Linked DNA regions of Mus musculus: region 1 is linked to region 2. Evidence: chromatin contacts called from public Hi-C data. All regions are on one chromosome and are shown on one strand. The core of a region is the stretch at or near the end of the contact, and the rest is flanking DNA. Distances in the headings are between cores, read along the strand shown. Region 1 overlaps Gm12610 (predicted gene 12610). Region 2 overlaps Mtap (methylthioadenosine phosphorylase).

What was found. Hi-C and Micro-C count contacts between places; a contact is called where the count stands out from the background.
Region 1: a Hi-C map of bone marrow-derived macrophages shows a contact between it and region 2, with 18 read pairs. The contact joins two enhancer-like sites. A contact is called at or near these places in 4 of 484 Hi-C or Micro-C datasets (the C2C12 cell line, bone marrow-derived macrophages, nephron progenitors and 1 more), 2 of 115 datasets of contacts at active chromatin or transcription factors (acute myeloid leukemia and stem cell-derived neural progenitor cells) and 2 of 9 other capture datasets (adipose tissue and liver).

Annotation. Positions count from the first base shown.
Region 1 is chr4:89,505,802-89,509,551 of GRCm38.p6, reverse strand. All of the region lies in intron 7 of Gm12610 (predicted gene 12610), which reads right to left. Among named protein-coding and RNA genes, the nearest start is that of Dmrta1, 180 kb to the left of the region's middle. Within about 2 kb of position 1,306, at least 40 of the 459 cell types and tissues checked have an H3K27ac peak or open chromatin away from gene starts, as enhancers often do. A contact at or near this core is called in bone marrow-derived macrophages, where this site is marked.
Region 2 is chr4:89,163,296-89,166,737 of GRCm38.p6, reverse strand. All of the region lies in intron 4 of Mtap (methylthioadenosine phosphorylase), which reads right to left. Among named protein-coding and RNA genes, the nearest start is that of Gm26490, 18 kb to the left of the region's middle. Within about 2 kb of position 1,842, at least 56 of the 459 cell types and tissues checked have an H3K27ac peak or open chromatin away from gene starts, as enhancers often do. A contact at or near this core is called in bone marrow-derived macrophages, where this site is marked.

The DNA.
Region 1 (3,750 bases), core at 57-2,556, 340 kb before region 2:
AAAACTTCCACACATATTGAAATATTTCTGAGTTGTTGAAGATTAAAAAAAAATCAGATTTTCAACTAAGGAACCTTGATAATGGGAAAATAGTCTTCCCCAGGGAAGGGCACACTAATTATCCAATAACCAATTATTGCTTATGTAACACGAAGTGGTCAGCCCTGAACGCATACGTACAAGTAATATTAATCAGGTTGAGCAGTTGTACATATATATTTAGGAATATATATGTGTGTGTGTGTGTGTGTGTGTGTGTGTGTGTGTGTGTGTACACACACCAATCATGAATAAAAAAGACATCATGAATCTGAGAAAGAGCAAGCAAGGGTTTATGGGAAGCTTTGAAGGAAGGAAAGGGAAGGGGGAAATGATGTAATTAATTATATTATAATCTCAAAAAATATAAGAACTAATTTTGCAGCATTAGGTTTGTAGGAGTTGCAAACAACTCATAATGAAAGATGAGAGATACTTTTGAAATGTTAAGAGAGAATTCTTGGGAAGTTAACACACATAAATAAGTGCGTAAATGAGCAAGAGAAAAAGCCAAAGCAGGTGGGCAGGTATAAACTGCTGGGGCTGGAACAGAAAAGAGACGAGAGAAGTTCCGGGGGGAAATGTGTCTATATGATGAAGTACCTCAGTTAGTCCTAGGAGGGCTCAGAATGAGGGGCCTGACCTGAGATGGCCTGCTCTTGAGAGAAAGCACTGATAATGTGTAGTAATCAATTGGCACATGCGCAGGAAGACAGGAAAAGAATGAAGAAAAAGAAAAACCTTGAGGGGCCAGCAAGGCCAGCTGGGGAAAACCAGCAAAAATACGGGCAGCAGAGTAGAAAGACAAATGTGTGGAGCCAGCGCTTTATGCCTCTAAGGCCATTTGCACTTAGCAGTCCTAACAAACCAAACGTGTTAATCATTTCCTTATGCTTCCCTGTGGATTTTACCACCTCCTTGCTTGCTGTCTGCTCACTGCAGGTGCTTACAAAACACTTGCCGATTGAAAGGGGGAGGGGGATGAGAGAAACTGATGGAGATTTTTTGTGCAGCTTAGGTGAACCCCTGTGCAGGCTTCTTTAAGGGACCCAGTAGACCTGTGTATTGTGTTGAGCTCATTTTGTAGTAGCCCAAGCAAAGAAATTCAGTAAGATTGGCTTCCCAGCCTGGACAAAGCTGACTGCTTAGCTTTCTCTGCAAGTGTAGTTGTTTGACTTATAAACAGATTGCCCTCTGCTTTGCTTCATGGTCTGCTGCACGGCAGAAGAAATGTCTGAGATTGCATTTCTGTTGTGACTCATCTCAACAAGGAACACTGCAAGACAGACACCAGACACCTCGCAATCCCCAGAAAAATGAGCAAGGAGCCCATCAGGCCATGGTACAGAGTAGAAATGCAGGAACTTCATAATGAGGCTGGTTTTTTTTTAAAAAAAAATTAATAAAATGAAAAAGAAGAAGGAGGGAAGAGAGGAGAGGAGGAGGATGAAGAAGGAGGAGAGGAGAAGAAGAGAAACACACCTAGCAGTGTAGAAGAGGGGGTAGTAAATGACAGGACAGTGTGGGTCCATTTCAGAGAACTTTTCTCTTAAAAGACTGTTTATAATGGCAATGTATATAAATTCTTTTTATTTTTTCTTTTTATTTTTCCTGGAGCAAGTTAAAAAGGTACCACTCTCTCCAAAGAGGGGTATTCCTAATTCGTCAACGTGATGGCATGTCGCATAACCTCAAAATACACCATTACTCATTTATGTGGTAGCATAAAAATTCACTCATTTATTGATCAAACCAAAAGGCTGCTTACTTTCTCCTCTCTTCATCTCTGATGAGCTATGTCATAGGATGTCTGCAAGCATCAAACAGGATTAGGCAAGATTAATTTGATCAGAATCAGGACAATATTCTAGCTACCCAAAGAAACCCTCTCAGGAGAAGGTCATCCAACAGGAAACAAAAACGGAAGCTTTGTAGAGTGATTTTCTTTTGAAAAATGAATGTGTATCTGAGAAAGTCAGGGAAATTCTGAGAGATCAGAAGTGACGAGAAATCACATAACCACAGAGCCATCCAAGGACCAGAATCAGCATTTGCCTTGTGGGTCTTTGTGATTCAGGAGGACCTAGGACTCCATGCCAATAAGTTGAAAAACAGCCCCGAAGCTGGGATTCCCAAAAGACAATGGTGTCAAAGGCACACTGAGCAACTCTCCCATGTCACCCTTGTAGCCAGTGTGTGAGAAAAGAAAATCTGCATCAGACACCTACAGGCAAAATCCTTCAACCAGAGAAATCAAAGGGCCTCGAACCACCATCTCTGTGAGGATCCAGTAATGAAAGTAAAGCTGAAATCCTAGTCTGAAAGATTACCAGGTTTTTGGTGCCATCATGCCCCTGACAGCAGTAAGTGACCAGCTCAAAGCAAAGGTCCTTACGTGGGCTCCATAGCCCCTTCCATTCACAGGATCTATAAAATGGAGTAGGGAAATGCTATGTATTTGTTTTTATAACTGGTGTCTCATAACTTAGTATTTCTGACTATTATGAGAAGAAAAAGCAGAAATTGTGGTCATTAGAATAATAACGAGCATTTTCTCTAATATGTCAGATATTTTCATATTATGACAACTGTTCTAATTACCACTAAACATCATTTGTGCTTATTAGGATTCTATTACTCATTTTAATCAGCTTAGGGCCTCTTGTTATTTTATGCATTTATTTTTTAAAAAATGTACATGGTCATCAGTCTTCATATCAGAGGCCTGCTTAGGAAATAGAGGCAGGAACTGCAAGTCTGAGACTAGCCTAGACTACAGAGTAAATTCAAGGCCAACCTGGGCAACTTAGTGAGACACTATCCTACAAAACAAAAAACAAAAAACAAAAAAAAAAACCTAAAAACAGGCTTGAAGATTTAGCTCAGTGATGGAATGCATAGTCACTGTGAGGCTCTAGGGTCAATGCCCAGTACTATAAAATATGTATATGTTAGTACACCAGAATGGGCTTTTACACATGTGTGTGTTTGTAGCTATATTTCAGAATGATTAGCATCTATTATTTATTATTTATTGTTATGTATTATTTGAAGCATTCATAACAAAGCCACCTGTGTTAAAAACAATATTAGAAAAGCAAACTCAGAAATATATACCTGACGAAAACATCATCCTGGACTCTAAAAGGTATGGACAATTATCAGTTCGATAGAAGTGTTCAGAATTAGAAAAGAAATGCAGGCGAGGAGAGTGGGGAGGGAGATGGCGTCTTGAAAATATCAGTCAAACTTAATTTCTTTCCAGGTTTGAACGCGAAAGAAATTTAATTAAAATGTTTTTGTTGGGACGTTCATGTTCTGTTACAGATATCGGTCACCAATTCAAAAATGAAAGATGAGTGGAAAAGGGAACCAAGTTGGAGAGGGACTTCACAGGTCATCCAGCTGTAGTCTCGGGGGGGGGGGGGGTTACTTAAATGCTTTTCAGTCCTCCTAGTTAATTCTAAGTCACTAATCCAAGAACTTATGCTGTAAATGACATACTTTCTTTTTCACTGTCCTGAAAAAAATAAACAGTTTACATTTGTCACTTGGCATTAAAGCATAATTTAGTTTTCAGATGTTCCTAGGCAAGAGCCTGAGTTTAGGTATTCTGCAGTTTGTAAAATGAGGCTGAGTAGTCACACTCGGTCCTCAGTCTCTTTGCCAGATCTAAGAGTGAAATGTCTACATGTTTGGGTCGGTGTCCAG
Region 2 (3,442 bases), core at 593-3,092:
TTGCTGGGAATTGAAATTTTTGTTTTAGGACCTCTGCTTGCTCCAGTCCAAAGATTTATTTATTATTATTATTATTCATAAGTACTCTGTAGCTGTCTTCAGACACACCAGAAGAGGAATTCAGATCTCATTATAGATGGTTGTGAGTCACCATCTGGTTGCTGGGATTTGAACTCAGGACCTTTGGAAGAGCAGTCAATGCTCTTACCCACTGAGCCATCTGGCCAGCCCCTGGTAGGTTGTTTCTTAAGTAGACACCTTTGAATTAGCTTGAAAGTGTTAAGTCAACGCTTTCCCATGAAGAAATGTGAAGCTAAAAATGCATCAGACAGAAACACACTTCTTTTCCAAGAAACAAAACCATCACAACTTCTGAGGTAGGTTCCAAATGCGGCCTCTGTCTCTAGCAAGCCCTGGCATAAGTGCCTGCAAGGTGACATGGCTTTGCTCACAAGGATGGTTTCTGGGGAAGATTCTTCCATTCATTAGGATCATTTCAATCTCAGGAGTATTCCCAATTGTTTAACAACTGTAACAACAACAACAACAACACAGAAAAAAAGAACAAACGAACGAACGAACAAATGAACGAACCTAATGGATGTTTAAACCTCAGTGATGAGACTGTTCAATGAAGAGGCTTCGTTATTCCTCCTTATAGTCTGCTAATGAGATCTTGCTAACAGTACACTAGGCAACATAAGAACAAACATGATTCTTGGGAGTGTTTAAAGTACTTGTTGGTTACAGAAGACCTGAGTTTGGTTCCTAGCATCACATGGTAGCTCATAACCATCTACAACTCTAGTTCCAAGAGATTTAACACATTTTTCTGACCGCACAGATGCAGTGCACACACATACACACAGGCAAAGTTCATATCCATAAAATACAATAAATGATTCTTTTAAAAAAAATCTTCAAAAAAGAAAAAAAAAAACAATACAAAAATGACAATCACAGAAATCTTAACTCTGATGGGAGTTGCAGGAACAAATCTGACCTCGTTCCCTTAAGGGTTAGGATTTCAACACTGCATCAATGAAGCCTTTGCTCAAGACTCTGAAAGAGACAGTCCTAGAATCTCAGTCTGTCTGTGTGTAAAAAGGGACAGTAACATTTACTAATGCTGTTATTGGTTCCCAAGTGTTCCAACTTGTTCCAGGTTGATGTAAGTGGTTTTATCTGTTTACCGGGGAAACAATAGCCACACATAGATATACTATATGCAGGAAAAAGTACCACTGTGTGCTTTTATGCTTAGGATTGTAAACTGTAAATGGAAAAAAGTTGGCTAGAAAAGCTTTAGCATTTTAAATTCCACTAGTGGGTCAGATGACCTTTTTAAAAATGTCCACTTTGAACAGCAATAGTTATATTTAAGAAATTGCCAGTTCCTAAGAGTGGAATGTGACATTTTCTTTCACTCCTGAATTATTCACAGCTAACTTGTCTTCCTGTCTATTGCATCATAATCACTCACATTCACTTGGAAAAAGAGAAACAAGCAAAGTTTCGGGGCTTTCTAAATATGAACTTATGTGAGAAACCATTCCTAGAGCTGGGCGTGGTGGTGCACGCCTTTAATCCCAGCACTCAGGAGGCAGAGGCAGGTGGATTTCTGAGTTCAAGGCCAGCGGGCTACACAGAGAAACCCTGTCTCAAAAAAAACCAACCTCCCCAAAAAAACCTCAAAACAGAAACCATTCCTAGAAAAGTGGCAAGAGTTAACAAAGCACGTATCCACAAGTTGGAACAATTTACACCAAGTTATAGGAAGGGCTGAGTCAGTCTATGAGAATAGCTAATCAGAACATCATTTCTGCCAGTTTAACTTCTGCTTTCCAAAGCCCAGAGGACAGCCCCCTAGACATCACTTGTGGCCAGTTCATGTCTTATTTACAGGAAGCTATAGAAAGCAGCTAAAGGGGCTGTCAGGTGGAAAGGGGGAGAACTGTCCAGAATGCTTGCAGGGAGAGAAGGTAGGCTTGAGCATGCACACGGAACAAGATGTTGTGATGGAGACTCAGAGACAGAAGAGGGACAGGTGGCTCCAGCCAGGCTCACTGAGGGTGTGGCAGTGTTACAAACGAGTAAGTGCCAGAAGACAGTTACAAAATCTGAGCCATCTCACTGGGGCGGGAGAGCGGGAGCTGAGGGGACAGGCTCGAATCACCTGAGTTTGGGTCCACTTGCTAGTATGTAGCAGCATCTCTGTCCCTAGGTCTTCTCAAGCATCAATCAGAGGATGATCACGGAGTGCCTGCCATTAACTGACCATGGCACTCAGCTCCACAGCTCAGTTGTTACAACAGGAATGTGGTGAGACTGTGAAGAGCTCTAACGAAACTAGATTCCAGAGCAGACTCCAAGGACAAACTACTTCTTGGGGGTTGTTGACTTTGCTAGATACAAAAGGAAAACTCGGACACAAGTTATAGATGGAAGGGAGGGCAGAGGCATGCAGTGAGTGTATGCCCAGTAGTATCTGCTTCTTTATAACATTGAAGATGACTTTCTCAGCAGAGTGAGGACACACACAAGAAGCCAGAGAAACAGGATGGTCCTGTCCTGTCCACACTTGCCTCTCAGAGGGGTGGGACGGAGCAAAGGCCCCTGGGAAACTCTGCATCATGGGTCTCCGTGCCTTCCCTTCCTGTTTTAGACAGGGTGCTGTCATTATGTAATCTGGGTATCCAGAACTACCCTCAAACAATGGCCCTACTGTGCACTCCTCAGGGGTGAGGTCCCAGGTGCAAGTCATCTCGCTCAGGAGTCCGTTTCTAACCGTTAGACTCTAGTGGACACACTCAAGATGAAAGAAGACCTGTGTGGACACCAGAGCACACCCCTACAAGACCTCAGCCTTCAACGATGACATCACCGGGGAAGCCCAAGGTAGGGCTGTGTCTCTAGGAGGAGGAGGGTGAAATACATAGGCATCATCTATCATATCAGCCCATGTATTTAGTGCGGGACTTTCCTGATGAGTCAGAGCGAGAGCAAACCCAGGCCTCTCCTATTCTTCCTGCAAGAGGACAAGCTGGGAAAAAAAAAAAAAAAACAACCAACCAACCAAAAAGCTTGAGAAGGAACATATCAGAACCCAATACCCGCAGAACTCTTACATTAACAGGTAAGGATACTGAAGGGCAGGCATTGCTTGACCTGGTATTTTGAGTCACAGAAGTTACTCTGTCTCTATGAATTTTGTTTTAAGTTTAAAATAAAGACTCACACCCACAATTTCTACATATATCCTTCCTTCCTGTCCAATCAATGACTTCAGTGATGCAGCAGATATTGATGGCACAGGAAGAAAGGATACATGAAGACATTGCCGGAAGTCCCTGCCCCTGGGACCTCAGCCTCTCGAATGGGATGGCTGTATTACATTTCCTCTACCCAAACAACAGGATCTAAAATAGTATCTGTACTGGTG